2 separate regions of the Macaca mulatta genome follow, and region 2 is linked to region 1. Evidence: chromatin contacts called from public Hi-C data. All regions are on one chromosome and are shown on one strand. Each heading gives the region's core, a stretch centred on a gene start, on an enhancer-like site or on the middle of the called end of the contact. The rest is flanking DNA. Distances are from core to core; before and after follow the strand shown.

Region 1 (2,700 bases), core at 158-2,657:
ATGTTATGTGCAAAAAACCAGATACAAGAGTATACGTGAGAAAACATTTTAAATGGTTCATTTTTGAGGCATGATAAATCTAAGTACTGGCAGCCAGGCTGAAAATGTAACAAATCGCAGGGCTCATGCACCTAGAAGGTCACAATAAGGGAATAGAATGTAGAGGCGGGGTCAGCCCATAAAAGGGAAGAGAGTGGCCGGCGGCACGGTGGCTCACGCCTGTAATCCCAGCACTTTGGGAGGCCGAGGCAGGTGGATCATGAAGTCAAGAGATTGAGACCATCCTGGCCAACATAGTGAAACCTTATCTCTACTAAAAATACAAAAATTGGCTGAGCTTAGTGGCATGCGCCTGTAGTCACAGCTACTGGGGAGACTGAGGCAGGAGAATCGCTCAAACCCAGGAGGCAAAAGTTGCAGTGAGCCGAGATCACGCCACTGCACTCCAGCCTGGCTACAGAGCGAGACTCCATTTAAAAAAAAAAAAAAAAAAAGGAAGGAATTTTTATTATTGGGAAATCGAAACTTAAACGTGTAAGGGGATGGGGTATAACCTTATAAAGGGGGTAGTGAAACCTAGGTGAAGTCCGGGAAGATTGTAACCTCATAGTACTTGACCAATTAGGAACCGGGGGAGGGACTTGCATGCTAGGAGATAAATTACCTGTTGTGACTGCTCTGGGTGTGCCTGCCTACTCGCCAGCTGATCTTGCAAGATCTTTATTAAAAGTCTCACTTCCACTGTTCTTCGTGCCTCCAAATCCATTCTTCGGGTTTGGACAGGTGAATGTGTTTCTCACATACATAAAATTCATCATACAGACCAAACTAAACTACAGCATTAAGAATGCACCCTTAGGTGGTAAAATGAAAAGAAAAACAAGAAAGTGATTACCGTAAGTATCAGGGTAGTAGTTACTTCTGGGTAGAAAGAAAAGGATAGTGATAAGAAGAAGAGGAAGGGTTCTGGGATACTGGAAATATTCCATTTCTTGGCCTGTGTGGCAGTTAAATGGATGTTCACTTTGTGATAAATCATTCAGCTGTATATTTATGTTTTGTTTACTTTTCTGAATGTTATATTGCACAAATAAGATTTGAAAAACAAATGTCCAAGGTAGTCAATGCAAAGTTAAAGATAACAAGAAAAGACTATAATTATAAACCTTTAGTAGCTTTATAATCGATCCGTATGGGTGAAGATAGGCAAAGGAATGAATGAAAAAAAAATTAAAAATCCAGAAAAGACCATGAATCTAAAATATCTTGATATATAATAGAGGTGGCATATAATCTACTGGAGAACAAAGAGAAACACCCTAGGACAGAACCTTGAGAATGCCTATAAGAAGCGATCTTGTAAGCATTTCTCATAAACATCAAGCTGGTTGAAATGGCCATGGGCTGTTTCAGATGCGTTGGCGCTTCCCGGCCTCGAGGGGGCATCTGCAGAACTGCGGGCCCCGGGAAAGTACGCATGCGCACTGCTCCCAGGGTATGCGGTAGAATCTACGCTCTCGCGCCCGGTTACGCACACGGCATTTATAGTGCGCACAGCGCTCACGCACGCGCACTGGGGCGTCCACCGGGCATCGCGCTGTCCCGTTATTCCAGTTTCTTTGGGAGGAGCCGAGTTGACCCCACAGTCTAAGATGTCCAAGCTGCCCGCAGACAGCAGCGTCCCGCAGACAAGCGCGGCGAATGGTGACAGAGATGTCCCGCAGGCGGAGGTAGGCCGCGGGAGGCGGGAGCCGGCCCCGGCACAGCCTGAGGAGGCCGGGGAAGGCGCGATGGCGGCGGCCAGGGGAGGCCAGATGCCGGCGGCCAGGGAAGGTCGGATGGCGGCGGCCAGGGGAGCCCCGGCGGCGGCAGCCAGGGGAGCCCCGGTGGCAGCGGCGGCGGTGGCCAGGGCAGCCGCGGCGGGTAGGGAAAGCCCGGCGGCGGCGGCAGCCAGGGAAGCCCGGATGGCTGAGGTCGCCCGCTTGCTGGGGGAGCCGGTGGACGAAGAGGGTCCCGAGGGCAGGCCCAGGTCCAGGCACGGGAACGGAGGCCTGGCTGCGTTGCCTTATCTCCGTCTCCGCCACCCACTTAGCGTTTTAGGAATCAATTACCAGCAGTTTCTCCGCCACTATCTGGAAAATTACCCGATTGCTCCCGGCAGAATACAAGAGCTTGAAGAACGCCGCAGGCGATTCGTGGAAGCCTGCAGAGCAAGGGAAGCAGCGTTTGATGCCGAATATCAGCGAAATCCTCACAGGGTGGACCTCGATATTTTAACCTTTACGATAGCTCTGACTGCATCTGAAGTTATCAACCCTCTGATAGAAGAACTTGGTTGTGATAAGTTTATCAATAGAGAATAGTTACGTGGTGACACTACTTCAAGAGAACCTCTGCATTCCAGTTATACCAATCCTGCAACTTGATTTTCAGAAGTCAAGAGTATATTGTGATAAGACAGTGCACAGGTGGAGGGGAAAAAAGGGGGGAGGGGGAAGCTTATCTTGAAAAAGCATCACAGAAGAAATAGAAAAAAATGTCCAAAGTATTATAACTGTAACATTATTTGAGTTTGTGATTGATCTACATTTTTCCCCTGCATTATGGAAAATGTCTCTCAACATTGCTTTATTACAAAGTAAAGGATGGTTTTATAAAACTGAGACTTGATGAAAAATCACCAATACTAGAGTCCATGAG
Region 2 (2,700 bases), core at 81-2,580, 470 kb before region 1:
TCCGATGACCAGCGGGATGCTTTGGATTCGCTTCACCTCCTCCTGGGCATGGAGGAATTCCTTTTTCAGGTTCTTTTGCTCATCTTTGATGTATTCCTCCTGCACTTCCAGGAACTCCAGCTCTTGCTGCAGCTTCTGTGAGCAGAGAGGGGACAGAAGGGGATGGCTCCAGCCCTTGCTGATCCAGAGAGTGGTGGAAAATGGGGAGAGTATAAGATGCCAGGTCCTGTGCAAGGTCTGGGTTGGGGGTTGAATGTACCTTGTAGCGGCTGTACAGGTCCTCCAGGTCCTCAGGCTCAGGGCCCAGGAAGGACAGGCCGGTCTGGGGCCGGGACACGGACAGCGCTGGGATCTCATCCTAGACCAAAAGGGACAACTTACGTTGGAAGACGGTCCTCTCATGAAAGCATCTCAACTTCACTAACGTTTGTTCCCCTCCCCATGTCACCCTGAAGTCACTTACCCCCTAACAGACCCCTGATATCATAAGACCCTCTAAATAGATCCTGTTTTTGGCCTCCTAAACAAGCTCCTTATGTCAACTTGCCCCCAAACAGTTCTTATGTTATCATATATCACTCATAACATGTCCCCAGTGTCACACAACCCCCACCTAGGATCTAAATGTTACATCAACTCCATATCAGACCCAAATGCCACCCGATCCCCCTCAAGAGGTTCCTAATGTCACATGGCTCTCCTAGATAAGCTGTTAAAGTGACTGCGCCTTCAAAGAGTCCCAACATTCCCCAGTTTCCCCTCAAAGATCCCTTATGTCACAGTCTCCTAACTCACCTTAGACCTAAATATCACTCAGCCAAGCCACAGATAATACTTAACTACCCGCCCCATTACCCCCATCAGCAAAGCCCTGAACATCAGTCAGCCCCGCAGCCTAGTCCCGGGGATCACTCGGCCGCACAGCTGGATCCCATACATCACTCACCGCCTGACCCAATCCCAACGCCGGGCCACCGACTTAACTAAGCACTACCGGCCAGGGTTCGAAATCAATCCGTCCCAAAGACCCACTAACGTCACTCACTCCCCTAGACCCGCTTTCTGAGCCTTACCTCCCACCATCACTCGGCCACCCAGACAAGCCTTCGAACGGCACAAAGCTCTCCACCGAGGCCTCAGAAATCACCCCAACCCGGGCTGGGGTCCCGGAAGCCATTCATCTCCCCACTCAGGTCTGGCTTCACCCTCTCCCCGCGAGCCCAGCACGGACTAAAAAGCTCAAGTCCCCACTGTACCTGAGCCTTCTCCACCAAGATGCCTATCTCCTCCATAGTGACCAAGCCGGCCTCTGTGTGGCCTGGGATGATCTGTCACCGCTTCCGCTGACGACAACGGAAGTCCCTGGCTGAGGAGGCTTCTGGGAAGCGTAGTTTAAGTTACCGCTAAGAGTGGCTGGAAGGGCAGGATAGGATGAAGGGCTCATCTGGGCTCCGCCCTCAACATAAGCTCGTGCGCTGTCCGTACCCGCAGGCTTGGGGGCGGGACCGGAGCTGTGCGCGTGCGCAGCATCACGCGACAGCGCCATCTTGCCCTGCAGTGAAGGGCTGGGGGTTTACCCCAGGAGGTGGCGCAAGGCCGTTGCTCTTTCAACGGAGTAAGTTCGCAGAGCTCTGGCACGGACAGTCTGGCGGCCAACTGCTCTTAGCTTTCATTTAGTGTCTGGGCTGGAGGGGCCTTGAGCTGGGCTCCACAGAAGGGATCGTATGGGCGGGTAGGGTCTCCTTGTGGGGCTGATCCCAAGATTGTGCCCCGCGCGGGCGTAGGAAGGTCTGAGCTGCCCCTGAAGGTGACCTTTCGTACCGGGCTTTACCCCCAGGAGTGAGGAGCCCCGAGCCCGCAGTGAGCAACCAGTCAAGTAGAACCCACGCGTCTGGGCTGGGGAAAATGAGGCAGCCAGTGCCCAGAAATTGGGTTGCACAGGAGATCCATAGGCCTTAATTCTGTATCCCAGGTTTCCGCCTTACAAACCTATGCCAGGTCCTGTGCTTAAGCTTTACAGGCATCATCGTAGCAGGTATTATGTTTCCTCATTTATAGAGAAGGAAACAAGCCCAGAGCCACGAAGCCACCAGCTGTAGTCACAACGTGCCGAAAGGACAAAGCACAGATTGGGACCCAGGTCTGTCTGACCCCAAAGCCTGTATTCCAGGCCCCAGGGATACACTGCTACCCTTCACACCAGCTACAGTTTTTGTTAAATAAACCTTTTATTGAAGTTAAAGAGAAGAGCACAAATCATTACAGCTCGACGAAATTACACAAAGTGAACACACCCTTACAACCTGAATTCAGATCGCAAAACCAAACAGTAGAAGCCCCATGTGCTCCCCTTTCCTCCATCCCTTCTTCCCTCCCCCTCCCCCACCCCCCCACCCCTGCCTCAAGGGGGCGTCTCACTCTGTTGCCCAGGCTAATGTTTGTATTTTTAGTAGAAACAGAATTTCACCATGTTGGCCAGGCCGTTCACAAACTCCTGACCTCAAGTGATCTGCCTCCCAAAGTGCTGGGATTACAGGCGTGAACCAGTGAGCCACCACACCCAGCCTCCTGGATCCTTTCTAAAGGTTATCATTCATCTACTCATATTTTTTTTATTTTTATTTTTATTTTAAGAGATACAGTCTCTGTCGCCCAGGCTGGAGTGCAGTGGCACGATCATAGCTCACTAGAGTCTCCAAC

Evidence for each region. A called contact is a pair of places that touch in the nucleus more often than the background predicts.
Region 2: a Hi-C map of fetal cortex germinal zone shows a contact between it and region 1, with 2.2 times the contacts expected there. The contact joins the promoter of PSMC4 here to the promoter of EID2 in region 1. A contact is called at or near these places in 2 of 14 Hi-C or Micro-C datasets (fetal cortex germinal zone and fetal cortical plate).

What each region holds. Positions count from the first base shown.
Region 1 is chr19:50,647,416-50,650,115 of T2T-MMU8v2.0, reverse strand. EID2 (EP300 interacting inhibitor of differentiation 2) reads left to right here and starts at 1,407. Exons shown (of 1, transcript NM_001194175.1): 1 at 1,407-2,700. The coding sequence starts at 1,653. The coding sequence ends at 2,363. The region is part of intron 1 of GMFG (glia maturation factor gamma); the gene reads left to right.
Region 2 is chr19:51,117,934-51,120,633 of T2T-MMU8v2.0, reverse strand. PSMC4 (proteasome 26S subunit, ATPase 4) reads right to left here and starts at 1,330. Exons shown (of 11, transcript NM_001266336.2): 1 at 1,257-1,330; 2 at 260-358; 3 at 1-135. The coding sequence starts at 1,292.